2 separate regions of the Sus scrofa genome follow, and region 1 is linked to region 2. The links are chromatin contacts, called in public HiChIP or PLAC-seq maps. All regions are on one chromosome and are shown on one strand. The core of a region is the stretch at or near the end of the contact, and the rest is flanking DNA. Distances in the headings are between cores, read along the strand shown. Region 1 holds the start of THAP2 (THAP domain-containing protein 2). Region 2 holds the start of FRS2 (fibroblast growth factor receptor substrate 2).

Region 1 (3,309 bases), core at 473-2,972, 1.9 Mb after region 2:
TTCTCAATCTCTCCATAATCTCCACCTTCCCATAAATCCCATGGTTTCCAATATATTGAGATAAAAATGCTGTTAAGTTTCATTCTCTCTGTAGCCCAACTCTAAGAGTTATAAAATGTCAAAAATGTGAACATAAGAAATAAGACTTAAAGTTTTCCAAAAAAGACATATAAATTTAAAGCCTCTGAATTAATAGAGCTGGTGAATATACCGGGGTTTTTTTTTTCCAACTTTAGAAGGCAGCAATGTGTAAGAATAAATCAAGATAGAAAGGTTAAAACAGACTCAAATAAAAGCAGTAGGATTATGCAGAATGAAACTTCACAATTTCCAATGTCGCAGTGCAATATGATATAAGCAATGGTATTCCCCAAACTTTTTATGGCTAATATTTTTTTTCTTCCTCTAAAAATCTAAGTCAACATCACCTAAAAGCAAGGGTAGTATTAAAAAGAGGGTTAATGAAACTTGGGCTTCTGATGTAATATTACAGATCTGATTTTACACTTCCTTAGGTTCCATTAGTTTGGCCCCCATCCATAACACGTAAATATTTATTAAAAAGCAATAAACTCAATAAAGTAATTTTTTAAAATAACGCTACGGTTTGACACATGGAGATTACCAAAGAACCAACTACGTTAAGTATACTTACAGTGACAAGCGGTTCTGATGGTTCAGAAAAGTTACTCATCTCAAAGACCTAGCAATGACGCTAAAAGGAACTTTAGTAGTGACACACCCAGGGCAGACCGCCACGTTAAGGATACAACTCTTCCGAGGTGGAGAGGGCTCTCGCCAGCTCTGACTGCTGCTGAATCCAGATCCTGCTCCTCCTCCTAGGGGAGGTCTGCCCCCCGGCTTGCCTCCTCGCTCACCCCCTCCTCGCCCCCGACTCCAGCGACTCCCACCCCGGTAAGGCCTGCCTCGAAAACGGAAACGGTCCAAGGCAATGTGGCTCCGTTCCCAAAAGGACGGCCGGGGGCTGCTTTCGGACAGTGAGCTCGAAGGCATCCGCACGGAAGGCGGGTGAGACCTGAACGGCTCTTTGGGTCGGTAGCTGCTGTGTCCCCTGAGGTGGCCCCGCTCCGACGCGTGCCGTGAGCGTGAGAAATTCCTCAGCTGCTGCTGAGAAGAGGACGACGACGAGGAGGAGCCACCGCCTCCGCCGGATCCACCACCCCGGGCCGGGTGAGGAGGCCTTCGCCGCGGATACGGTAACAGCCCTCCGCCACTGCTGCTGCTGCTGCTCCGGCTCCGTATCTGGCTGTTATTATCGTCATCGCTGATCTCTCCATCTTCGAGCTCCCCTTCTTCCTTGGGCGAGAGGCCACTGGAGGCCGGGGCCGGAGTATCTGCGGTCGCCATCCCGGGAGCAGTGCCTTCCACACAACCTTAGCCCTCTGTCCGGGGATCCACCCTACAATTGTCTTCCTCCTCTGTTTCCTTTTTTCCTAACGGACCCGGTCGGTGCGGTTTTACAGTACTCGGACACCTAGTGGGCTCTGCTCCCCAACTTCCCCGCACCCCAGCTCTTTCTCGCCGGACCGTCGCAATTCAGTTCCCTTCCCTAGCGCCCCCTTGCTCTCCGCGATCGGGGCTCTTCCGCCTCGCGAGAAAGGGTCTCTGGAAGTGGCTCTACTCGTGACGTCACTTCCCGAAGCACGCAGGAAACAAGGCTCCCAATTCACGCGATAAAAATTAGGACGACGCGATTCTCAGTGGGCGTTGTAGTTTTTTTTGAGTATTGCTTTCCGTTTGTCCTTCCAAAATCTGTGCCTGTTAGCTACTCCAGACCCTAAACTCGGGTTTCTGGGTGCGTGGCAGGGTAGGCGGGTCTCTTCTTAATCTCGGCTGCGAGATTCATATTTCATAGTGATAGGGGGCTGGTGGGGGGCATACCTCTTCGATTGCTCAAAGAACAACTACCAAAGAGACCAGTAGTCCCTCTCTTTTGGGAGCCAGCGGTAGGGCGGGTTGCGTTCGCCATGTTGGTGAAGGCAAACGAAGGGGACTGGAGCTCCAGGACTGTAGGCTCTGCTGCCCCAAGTCCGCCATATTAATAAAGAGAAAGGGAAGGTTGACTACCCCCCCCCAGCTACACACACACACACACACACACACACACACACACACACAACACGCATACACAACCCCTTCCTCGCACGCAGGTCCCACGACTCAGTTCTTTGGCCCTTCCCCTGCCACGCTTCCCCAGTCTCTGCCCGAAGGGAGCGTAGCAACCCGCACCTCAAATCAGGCTTAAGACAGCGCCGAATGAGGGGGAAAGGGAAATGCCGACCAATTGCGCCGCGGCGGGCTGTGCTACTACCTACAACAAGCACATTAACATCAGCTTCCACAGGTAACCTGGGCAGGGAGTGCGGGTGACGAAAACGGGAGTTCCTTGACTGGGTATCGCTTGGGGCGGGGGGGAAGACCAGGGAGGATTCTACTAATTCTGATAACTTCCGTAGCTAACTAGTAGCAGAGGCGCAACATTTTTACCCTTTGTGTGTGTTTCTCAAATCTGTCCAATTTTTCTCTCCCTTCGGGGAAGGTTTGCTCACTTTGAGAAAGAGAGCCAAGTTCTGTACGGTGATTGCTCCTTTAGAAAGTGACAAGGAAGATACCTTAATTTTCTACTCTTTTACTCCTGTGTATTAGATCAGGTCTTGACATTAATGACACCGTAAGAGGAAGTGAGATCTTCCTGTTCAAGCCAGCAATCACCTAAAAAGCCTGCTGTGTTCTCATTAGAAGTTAATTCTTACTGGCTGAACTGACATGGGAAGCATTTGGATTTTTAATCTTTTAGTCACAGGCAGTAATTTTGTGGAGGAATTGAGTCATCATTAATAGCCGTGGAATTAAGCGATGTTAATGAAAGTGGGAAATGAAAGCTTTCTTTTCTTTTAGTATGCAGAGTAGTATAATAAAAGGAACCCGGATTGTGTTTTTCCTACGTTTGCTGGAAGAGCAAGCAAAATTCTTTAGTTCTGTTAAATCAGACCTCTTGAAAGGGCTTTGAACACTATATGACATAAGTACTTAGGTAAATGTTTTACCTTCTCTACAAATGCCTGCCATATGCCTGAAGAAAGGAAGGATTCAAAAAGTTGAGTGCAAACAGTTCTGATTTTATATACCTCACAGCTTAATAAGGTCGTAGAATGTGGAAAATAACCCTGACCTTTCTCCTTATCTCATTATGACTAAATGTACCTTCTTATTAAAAGTTAGTACTAAAAAACAAACAAACAAAAACTCTTGTGGTGTTTCTTTTTGTCATCTACTTCATGCACATGT
Region 2 (3,344 bases), core at 98-2,597:
TTGGCTCACCTACCTTCATTTTTCCCTTTGCCAAAACCTCTACTCTTTATTTCCTTAACTAACCTTTTCTATCGCCTGTTGCTAACCCATAGTTTTCAAAATTACCCTCTGCTAAAGTGACTCTACTAGAGGAAAAATTGTTCTTATTAGTGATGAGGGAAGAAAATTGTTGATTTTTACCCAGTCCTACGTGGATACTAGTACACCACAGCTTATCAAGCATTTTCATTTTGAATTCCTACAAAAATCCAGAGATGATTATATATATATATATGCATACACACACATCAAATACATCAACTGTATTACAAATAAAGAAACAAGCTGAGAGAGGTCAAGCAACTCGCCCAGGGTGGAAAAATAAAAATAAACGACAAGATCCATGCAGTAAGAGTCCAGAGTCCCCAAGCTCTTGACCTCTATTGAAATTCCAAGTGATGATGGAATATAGGAATATAATTTAGTTCCTGCCCTTAAAGAATTTATAATTCTTTTTTTTTTTTTTTTTTTTTTTGGCTTTTTGTTGTTGTTGCTGTTGTTGCTATTTCTTGGGCCGCTCCCGCGGCATATGGAGGTTCCCAGGCCAGGGGTTGAATCGGAGCTGTAGCCACCGGCCTACGCCAGAGCCACAGCAACGCGGGATCCGAGCCGCGTCTGCAACCTACACCACAGCTCACGGCAACGCTGGATCACCACAGCTCACGGCAACGCTGGATCGTTAACCCATTGAGCAAGGGCGGGGACCGAACCCGCAACCTCATGGTTCCTCGTCGGATTCGTTAACCACTGCGCCACGACGGGAACTCCCCAAGAATTTAAAACTTGTGTTGGGGTAGGTGAGATTTATACACACAAGTTAAAATAAAGAGCCACCGTTTTTGTATTGGTACTGGTCTCCTCCTCTGCAAGATGTAGCTAACAGCACCGACCTCAAGGGGCTTGGGAATGATTAAACTGAGTAAAGCGCTTTATACAGCGACTATCACGCAGTATGCGGTCAATATATGTTAACTTATTATTTTTAAAGGAGGCAGATTAGAGTGGTAAGAATACTGGAGAGATCCAGGAGGCGGGTTGTAGGCGCTGGACCGTTGCATCTAAGTTCTCCGAGCCTCGGTTTCCTCTTCTGCAAAAGCAGGTGCCTGGAGTGGAACACGTCGAAGGAGGCAGCGGGAGTCTGGAGAATCGAGGGGCCGCGGCGCAGAAAGGGTTAGCGTCGGATTTGCCGGCGCCGGCGGGAGGGGCTCTGCCCCGCCCCACCCCGCCCCGCCCGGGAGGCGCCGGCAGCTCCAGCCTGTGAGCAGTTCCGGTGCCAAAACCCTTCCCTCCCCGCTCCCCCGGAAGTGCTTTTCCATAGTTCGAGCCGGAGAGAGGCCTTGTAGGTACTGCCGCTGAGGCTCGATCGGCTCGGAAGAGGGGCTCCTGCCTAGGTGGGAGCCCGGGGGTCCGCGCCTGCCGACCCGTGCCCTGCCCGCTCCCAGCGCCCAGGCGGACGGTGAGTGGCCGGCGGAGCTGACTGCGACGGCCGCGGGCCGCGTCGGGGCTGGCGCTCTCGGGCCCCCGCTGCCCGCTTGGGACTCCGGGCTGCAGGCTGGGCTGTCGGGGTTCGAGGAAGGGGGTTGTCGACCGCCGCGGTCTTTGCCGAGCCTGCGGGGCGGGAAGAAGCGGGTGGCTGGGCCGTGGGGTGGGCGGGGCGGAGCCGGGGTGGGGGTTCCTGGAGCTGTTGTTGCTGTTGGGACTCTAGAGTAAGGATGGGCTGGGCCTCCGTCCATCCGACCCCTCACTTAAGCTCCCCCAAGTACTCGCGCTGCCTCTCGGATTTGGTTTTCTCTCTCCGACCCGAGCCTGGGAATCTAGACCTCAGACTCAGTCTTGGGCTGTAGTTCTCGACTTTTGCTGTCTCTGGATCTGTCCTCGGGCTCGGTAGTTAGCTCGGGTTCCAGGGGTGTTGTCTCCTCCGACCCAGGGTTGGGCGATGCGTGTGTAGATGTCGGGGATCTTTTGCAAGGCTTTCCAACCAGACCCGCTTAGGGGTTGCCCAGGATCGATTGGGACCGGTTTTGGATACGTAGGTCACTGTGGGAGCAGCGCGCCTCCCATGATCTTTACTCGCTTGAAAGCTTACTCAAGCCGTTGTTGAAGTGACTTCTTAAAAAAAACAGCTTGCTTGAAGAAAAGCAGTTCAGGTAAATTCCCTCTTTTTCTCGGCAGTAAGAAATGATGCTATTCTCTAATCTGTACTCCTAATTTCTGTGGCTATCTGAAGTCACAGTTGTATGATGAGTTCAGTCTGTGGTTGTTGCACAAATTGACTGCAGAGGGTTGGAGAATTATACCTCCTCTTTCCCGACGTTTATATACCTTCATATTTGGGACTGTCATTTTCCTTAACTTTTAAAGAAAAATTGTTCTCTATAACTCCTAGGAGGTTCCTTATACTGTTACAGCTGTTGCTGCAATGCAGAGGTTCACACAAGTGGGTAGAGGTGTTTTGTTTTATGTTTTTTTAATTTATATTATGAGGTGTTTACTTTGGAGTAATTGAGCATTTCCTAGAGGAGCAAGTGATGTAGGTAGTTTTTTTTTTGGTGAACAGATTTTAGGTAATAAGCTACTCCTGAAAGGTTGGTAGGAAATAGGATTTACTCAATTTAATCGTGATTTTGAAATTATGATCGTAAGAGAAAGCAGTTACTGCAGATTTTGACTATCAGCGGATGACCATTGTTTTTATAAAGTATCTACACAGCACGTTTGTGAAACCTGTGACACTTTCATGTACTTCTTGTCTGGTGCTTATATTAGGGCTTATACTGTAGTTTTTGGGGGTTCTTATCTGCTTCTCTTTCCTCCCACCAGTGAAAGGGGAGGCAATATCATGAATTAGGGAAAATAGACTGAAGTGACAAGTTCAGTGAGCTCTCTTATGCAAAAGAAAATTTATTTTAGGCTTGTTGATATTTAACAGGCAAAGGGTGGATGATTTTTAAAGTTCCTGGAAAAAATTGTAGACAAAAAAGTTAGTTGTCCAACTTTTAGATTTAGATAGAAACCATAGATTCTTAGCTACTTGAAATTCTCTAGTTCTTTTAGAGCATAGGGTTGAAATATTGGAATTGAGAGAATCTGGAAAAGGAGTTAAGTTAGATACGGTTATGGATCCGTCCTGAATGAAGGTATGATAGTTAATGTATTTCAAGGAGAAATAGTTCAAGATTTTTAAGAACAGAAAGAGGTAGGGAAAATCAGATACTTTCAGGTGTTGTAAATTTAATTATGTTCACATCAATTCAGTAGATATTGAACATTTACATTGTAAATTATATTATTCAAGTCAGTTCAAC

Evidence for each region. HiChIP or PLAC-seq counts read pairs in DNA pulled down with a chosen protein or histone mark.
Region 1: a contact with region 2 is called in an H3K27ac HiChIP or PLAC-seq map of alveolar macrophages. The contact joins the promoter of THAP2 here to the promoter of FRS2 in region 2. A contact is called at or near these places in 2 of 2 datasets of contacts at active chromatin or transcription factors (alveolar macrophages and skeletal muscle).

The regions. Positions count from the first base shown.
Region 1 is chr5:35,669,558-35,672,866 of Sscrofa11.1, forward strand. THAP2 (THAP domain-containing protein 2) reads left to right here and starts at 1,723. Exons shown (of 3, transcript XM_003126383.4): 1 at 1,723-2,365. The coding sequence starts at 2,295. It overlaps ZFC3H1 (zinc finger C3H1 domain-containing protein), which reads right to left and starts at 1,634. Exons shown (of 35, transcript XM_021092001.1): 1 at 771-1,634. The coding sequence starts at 1,368.
Region 2 is chr5:33,724,109-33,727,452 of Sscrofa11.1, forward strand. It overlaps FRS2 (fibroblast growth factor receptor substrate 2), which reads left to right and starts at 1,348. Exons shown (of 10, transcript NM_001243209.1): 1 at 1,348-1,495.